Regions from separate parts of the Zea mays genome. Here region 1 is linked to region 2. The links are chromatin contacts, called in public Hi-C maps. All regions are on one chromosome and are shown on one strand. The core of a region is the stretch at or near the end of the contact, and the rest is flanking DNA. Distances in the headings are between cores, read along the strand shown. Region 1 has its middle 44 kb from the start of LOC109942545. Region 2 has its middle 21 kb from the start of LOC103638469.

Region 1 (3,606 bases), core at 437-2,936, 360 kb after region 2:
GCCCAGAGCCGTAGACCGTCCGCGCCACCGTAGAGGGCCCCGCCAGGCGGTACACCCCTAGTGATTGGCGCTACCCAGATCGGCACCAACAACCTATTCATGACCTATCGAGCCTAGGCCTGAGTGCCCTGGCAATCTACAGGGTCCCGCAACACAACAAGCCACGCCGAGACTTAGGCTACAAAGGCTAGAAATCAGCATGGAACAGAGAGAGTAATAATGATGCAAGAGCTCCTCGCCGCCCTCGCGCAGCCAGACTTAAAGAGCCTGGCCAGAGAAGCTTAGATGATCAAGGCACGTAACAACAATCATGATTTTACCAGGCTAGAACGCTTCGTTCTACCACAACGCAGTGATTCCTTCCATGAAAAGCTACCTTTAACCAACTCCCTCCTTGGTCTATAAAAGGGGGAGGGTCGACTGAGAAGAGGAGAAAAAGGACAACGGAGGCAAAGCCGAAGAGCACACCGCAACGATGCCCAAGGCTTAGCTAGGCAGTGAACACCAAATTCGTAGTCCTTACATCCTACTATGCATAAGAGACTTGGGAGCTCCTCCCTCTCTCGCTGGCTTGTAACCCCTACTACGAGCATTGGGCAACAAAGTGTCAGTACCGCAAGCCATGGAAGACTGGATGTAGGGACGTTTTGCTCGAACCAATATAAATCATGCACCCAATGGGCACACCATTCGGATCTAGAACACATAAAACAAATTTACTTGTTTGAGCTAGTTTGAAACACCGACAGTTGGCACGCCATATAGAGGCCTTGCTCGTTCTCAATGCCATCTCCACTAAGATTCGAATGGCTAGCCACGACGCCGTTTGGGCCCCCGGAACGACAATCCGTTTTGGAAGCCTCGACTTTGTCGTCGATAGCGAGGGAAAATGATTAGGGCCCCAAAAGCCCAATCCCCCTCGATGAAGGGTTTGGTTGACATCGCTAGAGGCTTCGGAGGCCTCCAGCTCAGCCCCCTCAGTAGAATGATAGACAGAGGTGCATGATAGGACCCTCCCATGTTAAGTTCGTAGGAATGATAAACCTATTAGGGATTCATTCCATGACCTCTACTTGTAGAGATCAAAATACGGACATAACTCCTCATCCAGTGGAGCAAGTCATTACCCAGCTCAGGAGTGCTTTGTAGCTAGCATTCCGGAGAAACGCTCTCCATTCGCGGGAAGTCCAAAGGGAACCCCCACCTGTGTCACGATGCGCGCGACAACGTTTGCCCGCCTCGACTCGATCTACCTCACTAAAGGATACCACCGGGACCGAGTCCTTCCCAGAGTAGCCGGTACCTCTTGTCCGGCAATCAAGGGACGCCACGGTAGCAGTCGGCCCAACCATGACAAGATGGTAGACGAGCACGCGCTACAATGCCAAACATCTGTCACTGCATAATCCATGATGAAAGTGGACCACCATGGTTCCCTTGAGCAAGCCACAACATCGCGGTCCCCGCGACACTCCTCTATAGGCTCCTCGAAGATGAGACACCGGGCGAATGAAGGACTCAACATGAGATCCGGGGACTCCTTGGCCTCGCTGTGCAATAGCAGGTCAAGAGCTCCAAGTCACGATGACGAGAGCCAGAGGTCGACCAGTGTACCACGTTCACACTGTTGGGAAACAACGCTTTATCGGGTCAGCTACTCGAGTATGATGAGGGAGGCGTGACACGGGTCCCACCCCTATCAGGGCCTAAGGTCAGGCAGGAACGTGCGGAGCGTTCCTGACCCAGGGCCTCAAGGTAGAGGGCCCGAAGGACCGGGCATCGGTCGTCGGTACAACCAGCGCCATAGAGGGCGCTTTGACCCTAATGAGGACCAAAGTTTAAGCTCGCCTCTGTTGGTCCCTTAAGATTTTGGCCGCCACATCCTCCAGGCGCCAGTGCCGCAACGGTAGAGGGCACCCACAAACATCGCCGAAGTACTCGGGAGAATCGAATCCTAGCCTATGGCTGGGGGATTACCGGCTAGTTTGCCAAGCGGGAGGGCAAACCATAATGAATTTGTAATCTAGAACCTCCCCTATACTTGGTGGACTTGGCTCGAGCGCGGTTGGAGAATCTGAGGCCCGCCCGGATGTATCCAGAGTTGGGTCGACCTTGAGGAACTTTTTGTCAGAAATTTCCAAGGCACGTATGTACGACCAGGCAACCTGTGGGACCTCAAGAACTACCGGCAGAAGCCGAATGATACCTTGAGGGATTACATCTGACGCTTCTCGCGATAGTGCAATGAGTTGACTAACCTCACCGATGTTGATGTTATCAGCGCATTCATTTTAGGAACCAGGAGTGAGACTCTAGTACACAAGTTGGGGCATAAAAGGACACGAACCACAAAAAACTCTTGGATATCACAACTAGTCACACGTCAGGGGAAAATGCGATGAGGCAATCCTCGACCACCACAAGCAGAGAGCCAAACATGACAAAAGAGCCCGATGGTGGAACCAACAGGCAGCTTGAGAAGAGAAAGAAGAAAGACAAGCAGCAGCACGACGACATGCTAGTAACCGCGACGGGCCAGAAAGGGATGAATCTTTCAACTAAAGAAGCCACCGAACATTTCTGTAAATGTGCTTTTGGCATACATTTTACAGAACCTGGCACCTTCGGGTTTTTATGGTTTTCAACAGGCGAACGGTCCGCGCCTGAGGCCGGACGGACCGCACATGGCGCCAATCGGTCTTCACTTATCTTCCAGACGGTCCGTTGTGGAAATGTGCTTTTGGCATAGTTCCTGTCCGAAATGCATCGAGGTGTCACGGACGGTCCGGGCACAAGTGATATTTCCAAAAAGAGGTCTATCAGTCCATGATGCGCTATTTTGAGGGTTGATCTTTCTTGAAGCGTTTTCTGAGTACATGAATTTGTAACTTAGCAAACTAGTTAGTTCATAAGGTTGTGATTGTCATCAAGCACCAAAATCAATTAGAGAAAATGGATAAGGCCATTTCCCTATCGCCTCGAACCTAAGGTAGAAGAAAGGAATGACAATACGGTCCCACATGTCACATACTCAGAGCAAACAACTGCGAGGGGAAAACAGTTTGATGTCTGGGTCCCACCTATCGGTCTTCGGGCAAGCAGTTGCGCCAGGGTCTGTGAGAGGGAACTTGGGTTGGCCACTCGGCCTAGTCGACTATAGGGAGGTAAAGCTAGCTAGGCTAGAGAAAGAAGTGACTCGAGAACGATTTTTGTTTTTTATTCTTTTTGGTCACTCGTTTTTTATTTCTTCATGGGATCAAAAACAAGGCAACACAATTAGATCAAGGTTCACCTTCATCCTTTAATTCTTCCACATCTGGGAGAGGGTTCTTTAAAGGATGAAGATGCAAAAAAGTGAGTGGACGAAATGTAAAGGGCATCTAAAATAAATTGCGCGTAATGAAAATGTAAGACACTCGATTTAACCTTAAAAGTTATTACTTTCTCCTCCTCTTTATTATTCAACAAAAAATTACATTATACCTTCAGCTTCGTGAGATTACAATATGAAGGTAAAAGAAATACAACTTGGTAGGCAGAGCAATTCATTCCTCTCCAACCAAAAAGCATGAACAAAGTATGACACTGTTTCTCTATTTATAGTTG
Region 2 (3,460 bases), core at 179-2,678:
GGAGGCCAACGAGGCCAATAGACAGTAACGGTTGCCATCAGAGCTACCGTTACACACATCAATGACGTTCGTTACTAGCTGACACCCATTACTGTTAGGAATGAATATTCGGACCAAGGTCCGATCTACCACGACCATGGCCCTGCCCGGCCGGCGGCGTGCGCGTGTGGCAGTTCTTCACCCTTTTCTCATTTTTTCAATAGATGCACCGACGGTCCACCTATTTAAGTTGATTAAATTGTTCATTAAACTTTCGGTATGGTACTAAAGTACTAGTAAACCGTAGCATTAAAGTGGACATCTAACATTGTTTATTATTAATATTAATATGGGTAAGACCCACATTAATTCAATAGATAGAGCCCTACTTTTGCATCTAAATGATTATTACTTCCGTTCTCGAAAATTTGTCGTCCGTTGGTTTATTTTTAAACTAAAACATGAAAAGAAGGGAGAGAGTATTATTTAGAAAAGGCGCCGCTAAATTAACAAACAAAAATTGCCGTCTAAGTTACATTATCTAGGATCAACAGGAGACTGGAAAAATAGAAATACAATATCGTGCCATGACAGAAACAATGGAGAGAGAGAAAGAGAGAAGATGTTACCTTCGTGTTCCACTGGAAACTTGTAACAGTTGTGTCTCTTTAAAATAAGGTCAAATGCAATAGCAGAGAGTCCGGCAAAATATCCCAACCTGACCGGACAATCCGTCCTAAAGCTGTGGCGCAGATCAATGCCGCCGCACGGTCGCACCGGAGCCGCTGTCTGACTGGCGCACGTCGCGCTGCCTCTGCGGACGGGACGTCGAACATGGGACGCACAGAGACACCCCTCTCCGCGCCGCGACCGCGCGGGCGTCGCTGGCGAGCACCCGCCACCGCCAGCGACAGGAGTCAGCACTCAGCAGTGGCCACTATGCTCGCATCGCATCGCAGCGCATCGCATGTGGCGTGCCGAGACTGCCGCATGTGAGTTTCTGCTCCACAACTGGGTATCGCACCAGTCTAGCGCATTGCGGCAAAAGGAGCCAGACGCCGGCCGACCCGCTGCGCGCGGTGTTACCGACCAGAGGGGGAGCAGTGGTCGAGGTCCAACTTGGCTGATTGGATCGGGGAAGAATATTGAGCTCTCTCTTTCTCACTGTTTATGTTTGTGGTAGTGAGAGGCGGCCGCACTAGCAGCCAGCAGCACAGCATGCGTCGCGGACGAGGCCGCTAGTTTGGACTTGGACGGATGCCGGCCGGTTGCATTGATGCACCATGCAAAAATGCCTATAGTTTTCGTCGTATCAGCTGAATGATTTTCGTCAACAATGGCACGACAAAAAATAGTTTTATATCAACAGAAATAAACTAATATCTGTTAGCATATAGCCCACGCTACGATCGTAAGGAGGGGAGAGGAGGGGTTAGCTGTGGCCGCGGTGGCAAGCGTGAGGGAGAGAGGACGGTGGGGACACATGAGAGGGAGAGGTTGGGTCACGGGAGTGAGATGAGGAATTATCCAAATAATATTGTCTATTCAGCAATAATGTGAACTCTTGGTTTTGATGGTGTGTCAAACATATGTGCAATTTGTTTGGTAATTTTAGTAGAGCTTATGAGTGTGGAGGTGATTTGTTTGGGTGGGTTTTATAAAGTTTAAACTAATAGATTATATAATAGTATAGATATTTTTTTACTAGCTTCTGATTCTTACATATTAATAGATAAAAACTAGTGGCTTGACAAATATTCATTAATCGTTAAGCTATCCGTGATTTTGGTTAAGAGGGTGGATGATCCAGCCTCATCCGCCAGTGGCTTCAAAAGCGTGCTAGTAAAATCAAGGCTGGGCATTTGGTTTTACCCCACAATTCGGGTCGGATTTTTTTGGTTTTTAAAAGTTCGGGTTTTAACAAGTGAGAACCGAAATAGACATTGGGTATTTGAGAACCGAATATTCGGGTAACTGAAATTGATAATAGGTTTTCGTGTTTGCCCGAATTATACCAACCATCCGCCAATCTGCCATATAGGCGTCCAACACATACAGGAGTACAGAATACAGACATACAGTCCATATGCACAGGCGGTCCAGCACATCTGTACATACTGAGATACACGCGTTCAGCACAACTTCAATCTGGCAGACTCAAATATACCACAACTCTCCGGTCACCATTCTGCACAAGCATAAGCACAAGTGCACAAGTGCGTTCAGCAATCAGCCCAAGTGCACAACTCCGGTCAGCATTCTGTGATTCACTGATTCTAATATAGCAAAACCACAGAAGCACTGACAGAGACACAGAGTAACAGTCCAACAGAGGCGGCGACCGGCGGGCGGGCGGGCGGGCGGTGACCGGTGTCTGTGGCTCTGCGTCACTGCATGGCCAGGAGGAGGTGCCGCGGTGGCAGGCGTCTGCGTCTGCCCACTCGCCCAGGTGAGAGCCGGGAGGCATGGCAGGCTGGCCGGCTGGCGGCCGTCGGGCCTGCGGCCTGCAACTCTGCGAGTGAGAGACAGTGGATGGCATTGGAAGGTGGCTGCGACGTGGAGTGCCAGACTGCCGGTGCCAAAGTGGGCGACGAGCTGACGACGGTAGACGGCAGAGGCGCAGACGGCACTGGGCACTAGACAATGGCGGGCGGCGGCCACCGGACCTGGAGTCCTGGACTGCCTGCAAGGCTGCAACCCTAACACAATACTGCAGTCTCCAGTAGCACAGTGTCCAGGACCTCCAGGTAAGGCCGGCAGTTCGGCACTCGGCACGACAGGTTTGGGCCTTGGCTAGTTGCCCAGTGCTGGGCGCCTGGTGTCAGCTGGTGTTGGGGCCTGTTCGGGCCTTTCGGTTAACCGAAATAAAAAAAACCGATTTTTTACATTTAATTCGGTTTTTTTGAACATATACCCGAAATAAAAACCGAGTCCTGAAATATCGTTCTATTCGGTCTCGGTTTTGAGTGTTTTGAGTTCGGTTTTCGGTGTCGGTTTCTTTTGCCCAGTCCTAGAAAAACGGCCGACCAACTAGCTGTATAGGTGTACATGTAAGGCAAATCACAATGGACATTTCATAACACTCTTTCCAACACTGCCACATCATGAAGAGTGTCATGAAACTAAGAATAAAACAATGTTTCTCAATGCAAAATTTCACTTCATTATTTTATAGACTAACATACCAATTAAATGTTGCAACTAAACAACCAATAGAAATCAGTAAAATATATGAAGATGAAACAAATTACTCTCAATGGAGGTTTCACACGATTTCCAAGACCTTGGAAACGGGTTGACATGGTTTCATCCCCATGAAACCAATTTCATCCCATGAAACTCATTTATCTTAAATTCTATGTCATGTCATCTAAAATAGTGTTGTGACACACTATTAAATGTGCATGAAACCATCATAAAACTATTGTTGTAAATAGCCTAAGGTTGGCTATTCGCAAAGAAGGTTTCATGGAGAGTTTCA

The links. Hi-C and Micro-C count contacts between places; a contact is called where the count stands out from the background.
Region 1: a Hi-C map of ear shows a contact between it and region 2, with 2.7 times the contacts expected there. The contact joins two enhancer-like sites. A contact is called at or near these places in 2 of 25 Hi-C or Micro-C datasets (ear and tassel).

What each region holds. Positions count from the first base shown.
Region 1 is chr9:72,828,310-72,831,915 of Zm-B73-REFERENCE-NAM-5.0, forward strand. No RefSeq gene overlaps it. Among protein-coding and RNA genes, the nearest start is that of LOC109942545, 44 kb to the left of the region's middle. Within about 2 kb of position 1,687, at least 17 of the 20 cell types and tissues checked have an H3K27ac peak or open chromatin away from gene starts, as enhancers often do. A contact at or near this core is called in ear and tassel, where this site is marked.
Region 2 is chr9:72,465,268-72,468,727 of Zm-B73-REFERENCE-NAM-5.0, forward strand. No RefSeq gene overlaps it. Among protein-coding and RNA genes, the nearest start is that of LOC103638469, 21 kb to the left of the region's middle. Within about 2 kb of position 1,429, at least 17 of the 20 cell types and tissues checked have an H3K27ac peak or open chromatin away from gene starts, as enhancers often do. A contact at or near this core is called in ear and tassel, where this site is marked.